Linked DNA regions of Arachis hypogaea: region 2 is linked to region 1. The links are chromatin contacts, called in public Hi-C maps. All regions are on one chromosome and are shown on one strand. Each heading gives the region's core, a stretch centred on a gene start, on an enhancer-like site or on the middle of the called end of the contact. The rest is flanking DNA. Distances are from core to core; before and after follow the strand shown. Region 1 holds the start of LOC112771370 (ribokinase). Region 2 holds the start of LOC112769373.

Region 1 (7,301 bases), core at 2,870-5,369:
CTGTGTTGGTAAGGTATGGTTGGGCCTAATTGGGCCTTGGGCTCTTTTCGGGTCCGGTTCGATCGGTTTGGCCCGTTTGACCCAATTTTGGGCCAAATTCTATCCTATTTTGACATAAGATTTACATTTCTAATTTTTCTTACTAAAATTCAATTTATTGACTAATTATTTACTAATTTAGCGGGGTTTACAAACTTTTGTCCCCTACGACTTTTTTATAAAAGTAATTTAATTTTATAAATCTTTTGTGCCATAATCTATAATGTTAAGATAAAATCGACGTAATTTTAAAAAATTTATATTCTCGTAATGTTATTACAAAAAAAAAATACTTGTTTGACTTAAAACATAAGACCAACGCATTTGTGTTTGTTCAAATAATTTAATATTTATTTTTTTTTTTTGGTCAAATAGATTGGACAACCCCAATCCTCAGTATCAACATTTCTTTTTCTTAAAAGTCTAGAATTCAAAAACAACAGAAGTTTTCTTTTGTAAAATAAGCATACTCAATAAAGTGTCTATTCTCGTTCAAAATAAAAGTATACAGAAAAGAGAGTAAGAGTGAATGACAAATTATATGGGTTTCACTATTTTTTGTTTAAATAAAATATGATTTTACCAACAAGTATACTTATTTTCTGTTTCTTATATATTATTATTCTGTATGTGAATATTGACCACTCAATAATTTACAACTCGCGTAAACTTTGGATATTGTTCATTTAATTTGTTAAAGATAGTATTATCCTTTGTGTAGATAGACAGGAATCGGGGTAGGAGTTTATTCCCCTTTTAAATGATTATAAACCCCAAAATTATTGAAAGTCATTTATCCATTGTTTGATCATCATTCATCAAAGACTTCATTCATTGCATCATAAACGGAATCTTTTAATGAAGCAAAGTGAAATCTACTTCATTACCAACCTTTTCATTCCATCATATATTATTAATCCAAACAATAGAAACTCATTAAATTTTGCTGAATTCTGTTCTATTCCTCTGAGTACCATCAGTCCAAATATAGCCTAAGGAAAATCCTAGAAAGCCAACAAGCTAACATTTTGGCCAGAAAACTCATCACATTAGCCAGGAGATCTTTTTCCTTTTGTCTTCTTTTCCCCCTTAAAATTAAACAAGCTAATTTATTAAAATGATTTTTTGCATGTATGTTACAACCCCATGAACCAAACTTTTTCTTTAACCTCAGAAGTGATTATTCAGCCTAAGTGGGTAGCTTAACCTTATTTCAATGGCATAAACTTGGCGAAAAATTCTGCTTTCCTTGTGTCCTCTTTCAGGGATCTTTCTTTCCCTTTGTCATGAGTGGTGATTCTGGTAATGAATCTAACCTGTGGCAGATCAAAGGTTGCAAAGAATATGTGTCAATTGATATCAGTTTTGTCTTTTGTGTTTCAACGTCATCAATGTTTACTGTAATTTGTTTAAGTTGATTAACAATAACATGAAAGAAAAATAACAAGATTCTCCGATGCAAGCACTGGTACCACACCTCTAATGCGAGAGCACATGCATGGAAAGGAAGGGTATGAAGAGTAACCCTCCCTTTCCTCGTCGCTTTCAAAATCATAACTCACAAACACCCTTAACATTAAAAATCATAATCGCGGCCTTAGAGAACAAGTTTTGAACATTAAACTACAGAACTTTTTCAATAAATGGAATGATCCCCAAAGGTGTATTTGAAAATTCTCAAACAGAGTGATTATTGCTTCTTAAGATTTCAAGACATCGGAAGGATATTTCATATTTGGGAGGATCCAATGATGGGAATTTATCATTTCTCATTTAAATAATAATTAACCAAGAATCATGAACACTGACAATTTAAGATCCAAACACCAGGAACTTCCTATGTAAGTTGAAAACTTGACATTATGTCGTTGACTAAATGATATCAGAAGAGGATTTTTTAATTTTTCGGACTAATAAATAAGAAGTACAAATGAAGGGTGACTGGGTGAGTATGAAAATAATCACCTTTTGTCTTATGCAAGATTCTCAATGATAGTTAAGAAGTTCCAGAACAGATTTCCTATCAGGCATGCTGGGAATGGCCCCCTTCACTTGAACACAAAGAGAAGCCGCGGCAGCTATTGCACAAAATTGGCACACAAGAGTTAGGCACATCTTCCATAATGGAAAATTGTAGAAAGAAAAGGGAAATGCCTACGGTAAAGCATACCGGCAAATTTGAGGCATTCCTTTTTGGATTTGCCCTCAACTAATGCAACAGCAAAAGCAGCTGTAAAAGTATCACCAGCCCCAGTGGTATCAAGAACCTTCTTAGCAAATATGGCAGGTTGCTGAATTGGTTCTTCTCCTTCAATAAAAAGTGCTGATCCTTTCTCCCCGAGTTTCACAAGGACTTGCTTAACTCCCTAACAATAGAGAAACATAAAGAACACTAATGGCATACAAACTAGAATCACACAGACATAAATAATGCCATTGCAACCACAGTGTCATTCATCTATCAATCAGCATTTTGCAATCAACAAAGACACATGAAGAGAAATTGAGACAACTTGGAATAAAAAAAACAATCAAGATATTGAGAGGACAAGTGCAATTAAATAGCTTCAACAGTTATTGAACAACTTCTATTTATTTATTTATCTAAGTCATGAAAATTATAAGGGTGGGTAATGAAAACCATAAAATTAAACAGTTGCTGTGTGCCACCCAATTAAGGGATAAAATATATATAATGGCATATCTTAGTTAACCAACATCGCATATAACATCAATGCACAGAGTGATCAGTTTTTCAAATTGATACTGAAACAATATACTCCTCTCAAAAGATCCATAGGCAATGAAAATGGTATACAAGAAAGGTAATACAAAAAAGCATTTCATGATGACCCAAATGTAATACAGAACTCACCCATTTATGGCATTTAGCTGCAGCCTGTGCAATATCTTCAAAGCTTTCAGTTGCCATTCCTGTAAGGCGACCAAGTTCAGTTTCATTAGGGCTCAGAATATCAACATAGTTCAGTAATTCTTGTGGAATTGGAGAATCCATGCCCCCAGCGTCAAAAATTACTGGGACACCAGCACTCCTTGCAGCCTGTATTTATAACATCATAATACATAATGCGATAATCACAAACTAGAAACTTGATTAAGGAAAGAAAATGAGAAAGGGGAAATTTTGATGAAATTTGACCAATAAGTAGGCACAACGAGGCCAATGTTGTAAAAGAATGCCAATCATATCTCTTTCAATCACTTTTAGCTTCTGAAGCAGTACGGATTCACAACACACACATACTCAAATAGAAACCCCACGGGAACGGAAGAAACACAAAATGCAATTGCCTTGGAAAGAGAAAACCCAACCTTTGCGACCTGAATGTTGACAGCATCAGGGATTTCCCTCTGGAGCAAGACAATGCCAGCGTTCCTAACAACATCAAGATCATGCTGAGGAAGAATCTCAGGCCAGCAGCTCATATTCGCACCACCAACAACAATTATGGAGTTCTGCCCATCAGACTGCAGCATCACAACAGCATGCCCAGTTGGGGTTCCACCACTAATCGTCGTCACGTGATCAAGACACACTCCACCACTCCTCAGCGCCTCGGTCACAAGCTTCCCATACGAGTCCTGCCCGACCTGCCCGACGAAGTACGTCGGGTAGGACAGCTTCCCTCCGCAAGCTGCCTGGTTTGCGCCCTTCCCGCCCGCGAGGGTCTGCCCAGTCTTAGCTGGCAGTGTTTCGCCTTCCTTTGGGAGCCTGTCGATCTCCACGTAGATGTCGGCATTCGCGGAACCGACCACCACGAGCGGCGGTTGTGGGTGGATTTTGGATGGGTTTGTCGAAGAGAGACATAGGATTGGTGTCTTGGGTTTTTTCTTCTTGTTGTTATGCTTTGTTTGGAATGGGAGGAATTGAACTTGGTTGGGGTTGGTGGTAGTGGTGGGAAAGGTTTGCAATTGGATTGTGTTCGTGGTTTGTGTTGGTGGTGGTGAAAGGTGTATTCCCTTCATTGTAGTTGGTTTCTCTAGTTTTTCTGTATTCTCTCTTGCGCACACATGCGACAAAGTCAATGGGTACCGAGATAGATGTGGCTATTTCCTATGCGAAAGTGACTTTGTTGGACCACCTTTTATCTAGGATTAGGATCCACTTGGGATTAGTTTAGCTAAAATGGGAATTAATTAAGCCAATGGTTTTTGTAAATACCAATTTTTTAAAATATTTTTCTTTTGTTTTATTTGTATTGTAAATGTTACAAAATTTATTTAATAATATCTTTATTTTTAACTTCTTTAAAAGGATTGATTTTTTTATTACTATATACACAATAAATTAACTATTAAATTAGTTACAGGTATAAAATATATATTAAAATATAAATATATATCAAAATAAATTATACACATAGTAACTATTTTTTGTATGCACACAATTTTTTTATATTTTTAATATTGGGCTTTGATGTTGTTAGAAACAAGAGAGTAATATAAAAGAGTGTATTATTCAGGTTGTGAAAAAGTACAATGTATAAGAGATATATATAAGTGTTGGAAGAATCAGAGTAATGAAAGTATACAATTCTATAATTAATATACATATATGCTATATAAATATAATGATACTAATTGATCTAATATTGATTCTAATTTATTCTCTAATAGCCCCCCTCAAACTCAAGTGGGAGCTAAAGATACCATCTTGAGTTTAGATACCAGAGTCCGAAAACGAGTCGGATGACGAGCCTTCGTAAAGATATCAATAGTCTGATCCAGTGTTCCAACAGCGATGAGACGAACAGCATCAATAAGGATGCATTGTGGAACAAAGTGACAATCAATCTCAATGTGTTTAGTGCGTTCATGAAACACATCATTATGGGCAACTTGAATAGTAATGCGATTGTCACAAAAAACATCAGTGGGGAACGACTGCGATGCACCCAAGTCTTCGAGAAGCTAACGAATCGAGACAACCTCAGCAGTGGTGTCAGCAAGAGTACGGTATTCAGCTTCTGTGCTTGATCGAGCAGTGAATGTTTGCTTCTTAGCTCGCTAGGAAATGAGAGAGTCGCCAAGAAACAAACAATAACCAGTAGTAGAACGACGATCAGTTGGATCACCAGCCCAATCAGTAAGAGTATGCTTGAAGGGATAACAATGAATATGTATAAAATAAAGGCCATGAAATAGGGTGCCTTTGATGTAGCGAAGAACGCGAAGAACTGCCGCATAGTGAGTAGTACGAGGAGCTGACAAGAATTGGCTAAGAACATGAGTCAGATAGGCAATGTCCGGTCGGGTGATAGTTAAGTAGACTAGTCCTCTAACTAACTGCCGATAAAGAGTAGGATATCCAAAACAGTGTCATCCATAGGAGTAAAACGAACATTAGGCTCAAGAGGAGTAGACTCAGTGCGACTATCTGTAATACCGGCTCGAGCAGGAAGATCCGAAGCATACTTAGCTTCAGAGAGATAGATACCATCATCTGTGGATATGACGTCGAGACCAAGAAAATAACTGAGAGAACCAAGATCTTTCATCTCAAAAATACGGTGAAGGGAGGCATTGAGATAAGAGATACCATCAACATCATCTCCAGTAATGATCATGTTGTCAACATACAAAAGCAGAAGAACAATTCTATGTTCACTTTTACGAATAAAGAGAGCATTCTTATTAGGGCTGTAAGTGAAACCGAGATTGCATATAGTGGTGTTGAACTTGTCAAACCATTCGCGAGGAGCTTGCTTAAGACCATAAAGTGCCTTGCGAAGGGGACAAACTTTGCTAGAAGGACAAGGATAACCCGAAGGGAGTTTCATATAGACCTTTTTTTTCAAATCTCCATTAAGAAATACATTCTTCACGTCCATCTGACTGAGAGACCATTTTTTGACCGCAGCAATGGCAAGAAAAGCTCGAATAGATGTGAGATGAGCAACAGGAGTAAAAGTCTTTTCATAGTAAATACTATACTCTTGCGTACAACCTTGAGCAACCAATCGTGCCTTATAACGGTCAATAGAAGCATCAGAGCGAGTCTTGATCTTGTATACTAATTTAAGAGAATTACTCAATGGTTTAGAATTTCTCTTCTAGAAATAAGAACTTCGTTGTAAGCATAGTTCTAAACCAACAAATAATTCCCACATCAAAAATTTGAGTTGTCACATGTACAAACCCCAAAAAGAATTAACCGAAGTATTTGAACTCCAGTTCGTCTCATAAGGAATTGCAATGAAATGCTTAATTATTGGCTATAGAGGATGTAAAGGGGTTTGATTTTTATATTGTTGCAAGAAAATATAAAAGCACAAAGTAAATGACAAGAAGGTAAAATAACAAGAACTAATAAAATAAAGGAAAGTACTCTTGGCTAGACATAGGCAATTGAGATCACCATCCTTGTCTACAAACTATATATTGATAATTATGAGAGGCCAAGCTCATTAAGTCTACTTCCAAAAGCCTTAAGTACGTAATATCTACTCCTAGGCTTGAAGTACGTCAAATGGCTTTGATCACATCAACCCATAAGTTCCAACCTATCTACTAATTAGATTAGTAGTGGGTTAGTGTCAATGGGTATCAAATTGATCACCAAGGGTTCTCAAATCACCAAATCATTGAGACCCAATGACTCAAGGTCATCCAATTCCCTTAGCCTAGGCCAAGAGTAAAGAAAACTACTCAAGAACTAAAGGAAACATTATATCAAACACTTAGTGTGCAAGAAAAGTAAACATCATAAAATACAAGAATTAAAGGAAACCCATGAATACCACAAGCAAGAAATCAATAATAGCAAGCAAGATCATCATAAAAGAAGCATAGAAACATGAAATTGCATTAAAAGAAAAATTAAGATCTAAGAATGGTTCATCAACATAAAAATGGCAAAATAGGGAAATTAACAACAAGAACTAGAAGAACAAAGGTGTAACAACAAGAAATTAAAAGAGAAAACTAAATCAAAACAAGAATTGAAAGGTGAATTTGAGAGAATTAAACCTAAACTACCCTAAATTCTAAAGAGAAGAGAGAGCTTCTCTCTCTAGAATTCTACCCTAAAACATGATGAAAACTAAACTATGACTACTTGGTTCATTCCTACTTCAATCTTTGGGTTCAATATCATCAAAAATGAGTTGGATTGGGTCCAAAATGCTTCAGGAATCGCTGGGGGCGATTTCACTTTTAATGGGCCATGTGCAGCATCGGCGTACACGCGTACATGGCGCGTGCGCGCCCCTATATGTGAAGCAAAATATGGAAAATTTTGT
Region 2 (7,301 bases), core at 3,136-5,635, 150 kb after region 1:
CAAGGAGAAAATCACACGATTTAGCACAAGGAAGAACAGGGAATGGTGAATGCAAGATGATTTTAACAATTTTTTTTTTTAAAAAAAAAAGAACAAAACCAGCAAATTCGCGAGAAGGAGAGAAGAAAATCTGTAGAAGCAGAAGCAGGACGGCGAATGAAGCGGTTCCGAATGGCAAGGGAGGAGGCAGTGCAAAGAGTGACGGGAACCAGGTGAGGGAGGTACTTGCGAGAGAGGAAGCAGTGCCAGAAGTGAGACCTCGTCTTCGATACAGGGAAGAATGGGAAAGGGGACGGGCTTTTATAGTTGTGATTTACTGATTTTATTTAAGGGTAAATTACACGGTTGGTCTCGGCTTCTATACTTTTAAGTGAAATTGTAAATTAGTCTTTAAACTTTAAAAGTTTATAATTGGCTTTTTAAAGAGAATTAAAATTTGCAATTTAATCTATACCATTCAAAAAGCGTTTGATTTAACAGAATATTCTCAATATATTCTCTATTTTAAACATGTGAGCTGTACATGTTTGACAATAAGAACTAATTTGCAATTTTAGTGAAAGTATGGAGACCAACCGTGTAATTCACCCATTTGAAAATGACCAAAAACTCCCTAGGCTATCAAAACTCACCCCGACCCTCCCCAATTCTCTTACTCTCACTTTCCCACTTTCCAAAATAGCACCCCAACCCAGCGCTCTCTGTCTCTCACCTCAGCTCACCATCGCCGTGCCTCTCACCTCCGTCGTTGCGCCAGATCTACTGATAAATTGAGCTGTTATTTTTATGTTGATTTGTTGCTATTTTCTTCTTAGACATTGAATTGTTCGCTTTGAGCATGTTTGGGATTGAAAATGTTCACTTCTATTTATCAGTGTTCAGTGTTGGAATTGAAAGAGAAGAAAAAGTCGCCAGATGAGAGAGGCGATATGGAGGAAGGAGGCGAGACCCAACTCGTGAGCACAAATACGGTGGATCCGGCGCGGCGATAGTGAACTGAGGTGAGAGACGGAGAGTGTAACGACCCAATTTTCAGGTCCGGAACACTGCCAGTCATTAGGTGTCACTTCCTAGTAATATTATAAAACTCTAGACTCGATAATATCTACATATGAGCCTTTCGTACTAACAAAATCGTATATGTTAGCTATTTTTATCATATGCTTTTCTTAATAAACCTGTTAGCAGCAACTAAAAGCATCATCAGAGATATACAACATAAAATAAATACCAAACTAACAGCAACATTAAATTGGCAACAAGATTACAGAAACTCTCATGCATATATACATCGCAAGTTAGTTCACACAAACTTGACATATATATATAGACGTATTTACAACTGACAACTTCCTAGATACCTGGTTCATATAGAAAAGCTACAAAAGTGAGGGAAAGAAGATTATAAGAAAACAAAGACCGTCTATCCTATATCATACCACTGCTGAAGCGCAAGTCTGCGGAACATCATCTCAGGACTAGTCTCGAGCACCTCCTGTAGGGTTTGGAATCATATGCTCCTCCGGAGCTTCTCTAAATATGACTCCGATTGCGGCAACCAAGTATGGATCTTCCATCTGTGGGGGAAAAAGAAAAGGAAGGGGTGAGAACCTATATGGTTCCCAGTAAGGTGACATCGTGAAAACACATCTCTCTCGTGAAACCTAGAGTTTCGGCTCTATCATAACAACTCGCTCGCTAAGTCTCTCGGCTACTTCCGTACCGCGGCTCTGACATAACTCTATCTTGGCATCTTCCGTTTGGGTTAATGCCGCTCCTTATGCTATTCTCTATGGCTATTATTCCTAGTTTTACTATCTTAATCTAAGTTTTGGAGAAATTGTAATTATACAACTTTGAAACACAAATAAGAATCAGAGAATAGAAAATTAACAAGAAGCAGATAGCATGTAGCAGAAAGAATGAACAGTAAACAATCACAATCAAATGCACAAACAATTTATGATGCATGTCTGTTCCTAGCGCAGGCCATGAGTTCATGCGTCGGTTGTCTACCCGCAACCCGACATTACTAAGAGTGAACCCCGAATATGGTTTCTTGCTGTGTCAGTCAGACACATCAATATTATCATGGACGAACCCATGTCAATTAGGATACATTGGCATCACGGTTACCCATGTCAGTTAGGCCTCTTCATAATAACATTTCAATGTGCATCACAATAAAAAACAGTGCTATCAGTTAGGCGAACATTCCCGCATTAGCAACCTTAGGCTATCAGTTAGGCGAGCACTCTCGCATTAGCAATTTGGTACAAAGGCCCATTCAAACATACAATTCTCATGAATAATTACCCTTTTCATTCCTTAGTTCTCATTTTCTTTCTTTTCATTGTGCCTCCGCATCACCATGTAACTAAACATACCTCCGCATCACCGTTTAACTAAACATACCTCCGCATCACCATGTAACTAAACATACCTCCACTTCACCGCTTAACTTTAAACTTTCTTAGGAATAACTTACATTCTGGTTCATTTCCTGACTTGTTTAGCCTAGTACCATTTTGGCGACCAGTCTTATATCTAATAATTAATATAACAAACAGACTTAGATTCGTGCAAACTTTATGTCCATGCGTTCGTATCAAACTTAAGTTTCTAAAGAAGTAAGAATCATATTTTTCTAAAGAACTTATGCACGGACTATCTCTCTTGGTAAGGTCATTCTAGAGATCCTAATCTTTAATTTGAGTTAGTTTTACTGCATTTAGATTAGAATTGAATTTTATACAAAGTTTTAAAATTCTGCTACTGCACTTATAAGGATTCAGAAAAACAACAAATAGCAGTGTTTTTATAAAATCCATAATAATTTCAATTCTAATCCGTTGCTTCTAAATTTTGGTGAGATTACACTCAACACCCCTAGGTTTCAGAATCAACAAGTTTCAGGTTCATATCACCTTGTTTGGTTAATTAAATGTCAATTGGAAGGGCTGCTCTTTTTCTTTAAATTGGTTCTGAAATTCTTGCAAACAGCCTAGATTCCAAGAGACATAACTAACGCTAAAAAATAGATATGGACATGAAATTTGTACTAATTTAAAAAGCTTACAGATCTTTAAAATTCCTTTAGAAGCAACTTAAAATATTAAGTAAAACAAAAGTTCCGGTGGTTTGAAATTGACACTGCAGAACCAGAAAACCAAAAAAATTCTGCAGTAGCTACTTTTTTCAAAAATTAATATCTTTTAAACCACTTGACCAAATTCCTTGAAATTTTTATGGAACATTCAAGACACACCGAGGTTTCACAGAAAAATAATTTCATCCAAAATGGTGGTCTGGACTGTTCCCAGAATTTATTTTAAGTCACTACCAAATATGCAGAAATTCTGCATCAAGTAATTCCAACAACCTCAAATACCAAATCTTATATTTAAGCCTAAAATTCCTCTAAAACCATAATTCCATCTTTCTTGTGACTAACCAAAGTTGCTAGAGTGATTAGCACGGCCCTAACAATCCAGAGTCAATATTTTCCAAGTTTTCAAGTGCTTATACATAAGTGAACATTCATTTTTCTGCATCATGTTAAAAATAGAATTTTCACATGCATTTTTTATCATTCAATCACATAATAAATCATCATTCATCATCATTCAAGTGGATTTAGTTATAACCAAATCCATCTCAAGCACAACAGCTCATACTACCAACTAATTCAATCATAAAACATGGCCTTTAGCCTTCAAGTAAATTCTGCACATAGCAACATAAAACCTCAAGTAACATTATCAAACCCACAATTCACCAACAGCACCATCAATCAGTCACAAACATATCCTTCTAGACATTCTAACCCTTACCTCTTTTGAAGTTCAAAATTTTATTTCTGCTTCTTCCTTGAATTAGGAACCCTAGACACACGAAAGTGAAGATTCGGTCACTCCTCCCAAGGACAAATGGCTGAATCAGGCTTGAGCAAGAGAAGAGTTCTCACTTCTCCTTTACTTACGGTTATAACTGTACTAGCAGAAATTGAATTTAGAATGGCAGAAATAGAACAAGGGGAAGAATTTCTTTCTTTGAATTTGAAGAAGAAGAAGGGAAAGAGTTGCTGGTTTTCACCCAGCAAGGAGGCTTCGAAGAATCAGAATGATGAAGAATAGTGCTTCTGTCTTCTGGATTCGGTTGGTACCTCTTTTCGCTTGCCCTTTCTTGTTTTTGATAACTCGTTTAGAGAAGATCATCAAAGTGAAGCAACTTCACTTCCCACTCCGTTACTCTCTCTCGGCCAGCTCCCTCTCTTGCATTCTTTCTTTTTGTTTTGCGTTGAAGTGTAGAGAACTAAGAGTAAAGGTCTGATAATTAGAAGAAGAATGGAGTGAGGTGGTGTGAAGATGATACGTTGATTGATATAAGGAGGGAGCAACACATGCTCTGTTAGTGATCATTAGGTATTAACCCAAGGGGTGTAACTATGGTTAAAGCTTAATGGTTTGGTTACAAGAAAATCAGTTCAGTTGAAAAACAAGAAATTGATTCGGTTCAAGGAGAGAAGAAAGGTGCCATCATGTGCTATAATGATGTATCTAAGCTCTTCTTTAATTAATTCAAATGAATAATTAAAGATATGGTAAAAGGAAAAAAAGAAAACCATGGCTTTATAATGGAGGAAGGAAAAATTAGTTTGTTTATGAAAGGGTGGAGTCTGTTTGGTACTGTTTTTAATTTTACGTTTTTATTTTTTATGGCATATTTATTTTTTTTACTTATTAAGCCTAAATCTATTTTATTATTTTATGATGAGATGATTTTCTGATATTTATCGAATTTTATCATCACAGAATTTTTGAGAATAATTCTATGAAAAATTGGGGTGTTATAGAGAGCGCTGGAATTGGGGTGTCGTTTTGGAAATTGAGAAAGTGTGAGTGAGAGAGCTGGAGAAGGGTGGGGTGGGTTCGGATAGCCTAGAAGGTTTCTGGTCATTTTCAAATGGTTAAATTACACTGTTGATTCTCATACTTTCACTAAAATTGCAAATTGCTCCATATTGTCAAATATATGCAGTTCACATGTTTAAAATAAAAAATATGCTAAGAATATTCTGTTAAATCAAATATTTTTTAAATAGCAGAAACTAAATTACAAATTTTAATTCTCCTTAGGAATTTAATTATAAATTTTTAAAGTGTAAAAACTAATTTATAATTTCACTAAAAGTATAAAGACTAACTGTGTAATTTAATCTTTATTTTATTGGCTACAAAAGCAAATTAGGAAATTTCTTTCTTTCTGTATCCATGTTTACCACAAACAAAAGAAAATAGTGAAATATAATTAAATTTATGACAAATTCTGTGGTACTTATAATTTTAATGATAAAATTGTCGAATTTATTTTTTATGGTAAGTTTTAAATATTAAAAAATTATTTATTTTTATATTTTTTAATTTAAATATTAATTTTTATCTCTTTTTAATAAGTTAGGCAAGTATATATAAATAGTATAGTATGTACCTAAATTTATATACACTTTAGGGCACGGATTTGGTGGGCTTGTGGCACCGAAACGCCAAAATTATTTGGCTTGCAGCGTTTTTAATGAGAAACTTTTGGACTTTATATGTTTTTTAATCCAACGATAAATATCCTTATAAATTTAGTTTTATGTGATTGGCTACTTAATGATTTATGCGATTTTTGTGCTAATGGGACAACTTTATAAATAATAATTTTGTGATGGTTATTATTATTAAATTTGAAATATTTTGTAGTATTATATCAAAAAATTAAAAAATCAAATGTTTAAATTAATTCAAAACTGATTAAAAGTTTTTGGACAAGGTATTTTTTTTATGTATTATTTTGCACAGGAGGCAGAGATCGATGAACACCGGAGAAGGGGAGGAGGCATCAGGCCAGAGTGGGGAAGGAACAACAGCGAAATTGGCACGAGTGTAACGCTGCTGGGCAGGATGGCTTCTTTGCGACTATCTTCGTCGCCAATGCGCACGACCCCTCCTCACCAGCACAATCCTTCACCTCCAAGACATACAACCGTAAAAGAAACATAATCTCTTAGAGGACTTTCATCAAACACCATTCTTGCATCACCCAATTCACCAACTTTAGCATACATAGCAATAATTGAGGTGTGCACATGGCGATCAGATTGAAGGCCAAGCTTGATGACTTCCGAGTGGAGCTGTTTCTCTTCACGGGGAGCCTTGGATTTGAACCCCAGAAGCAATAATTTCGGAGAAGTTGTCGAGGGAATGAAGAGGGGAAGGGATATTGTGGTGGTAATGGTGATGAGGGAGATTCAGTATTAGTTTCTAGAAGTCCAGCATGGAAGACGACAGTGGGAGGAGCTGGTAGGAGCGGTGGCGTATCCAAAAATTTGATAAGAGGACCAAATTAAATATAAAATAAATTAAAATATAATATAATAAAAAATTAATAAAATATAATTTATAGTATATAAGTTAAAATTAATAATTATATTATATAAAAATTAATATTTAATTATATACTTTTAAGTTTTAGTATTTTTAAATTTGTTTTGCGATATTTCATATAACTAAAATTATCAATTTTCTATTTAGAATAAATTTTGAAGCATTCTCTTTTTCAATATATACAATCATATAATCTACTAAAAATTTATTTTTTTATTTTATTATAATAATTTTTATTATTTAAAAAGTCTATTCAATTATTATTGTTGTCATAGAAAAAATTAAAATAAATTTTTTTTATAGTTATTAATTTTTTACATTAATCTAAACCTATATATTTCAATTATTTATATATTTATAAATTTTTATTGTTTTTTAAATTTATTTTTTATTTATTATTAATATGTTATAATACACATTATAATTTATACATATTAAATTACTAACATATATTTTTTTAGTGTGTAATATATTAAAATATATTTAATCTATAATTAATATATATATATATAATAATAATAATAAACTAATAATACTACTTTTTTTTTTTTTTAAATAGGGGACCATAATCACCTTAAGCCTCCTTAGATCCGCTATTGGATAGGAGTTAGAGAGCATGGAGACGAAGAAAGTTCTGAGTTAACATGGAATTGGAGACTACAATTAAAGTGAATAAAATAAAAAGATAAAAGATAAAGAAAATTATGAAAACATTCCTCTCTTAAAAATTATAACAAAAAAACCCTATTAAAATAAAATATTTTATTTTACTCAATCTAGCTTACCAGTGAGCAAAATCACTTTTTAGGAGTTTCAGTAACACAGAGATGCGGTTCATCGAATCCGTGTCCTACACCTTAAATCAAACTA

What was found. Hi-C and Micro-C count contacts between places; a contact is called where the count stands out from the background.
Region 2: a contact with region 1 is called in a Hi-C map of leaf, with 5 times the contacts expected there. The contact joins the promoter of LOC112769373 here to the promoter of LOC112771370 in region 1. A contact is called at or near these places in 2 of 8 Hi-C or Micro-C datasets (leaf and an unstated tissue).

The regions. Positions count from the first base shown.
Region 1 is chr18:38,889,464-38,896,764 of arahy.Tifrunner.gnm2.J5K5, forward strand. LOC112771370 (ribokinase) reads right to left here and starts at 4,120. Exons shown (of 5, transcript XM_025816097.3): 1 at 3,373-4,120; 2 at 2,915-3,100; 3 at 2,210-2,405; 4 at 2,005-2,117; 5 at 981-1,355. The coding sequence starts at 4,026. The coding sequence ends at 2,026.
Region 2 is chr18:39,043,399-39,050,699 of arahy.Tifrunner.gnm2.J5K5, forward strand. It overlaps LOC112769373, which reads right to left and starts at 4,386. Exons shown (of 4, transcript XM_072223935.1): 1 at 3,834-4,386.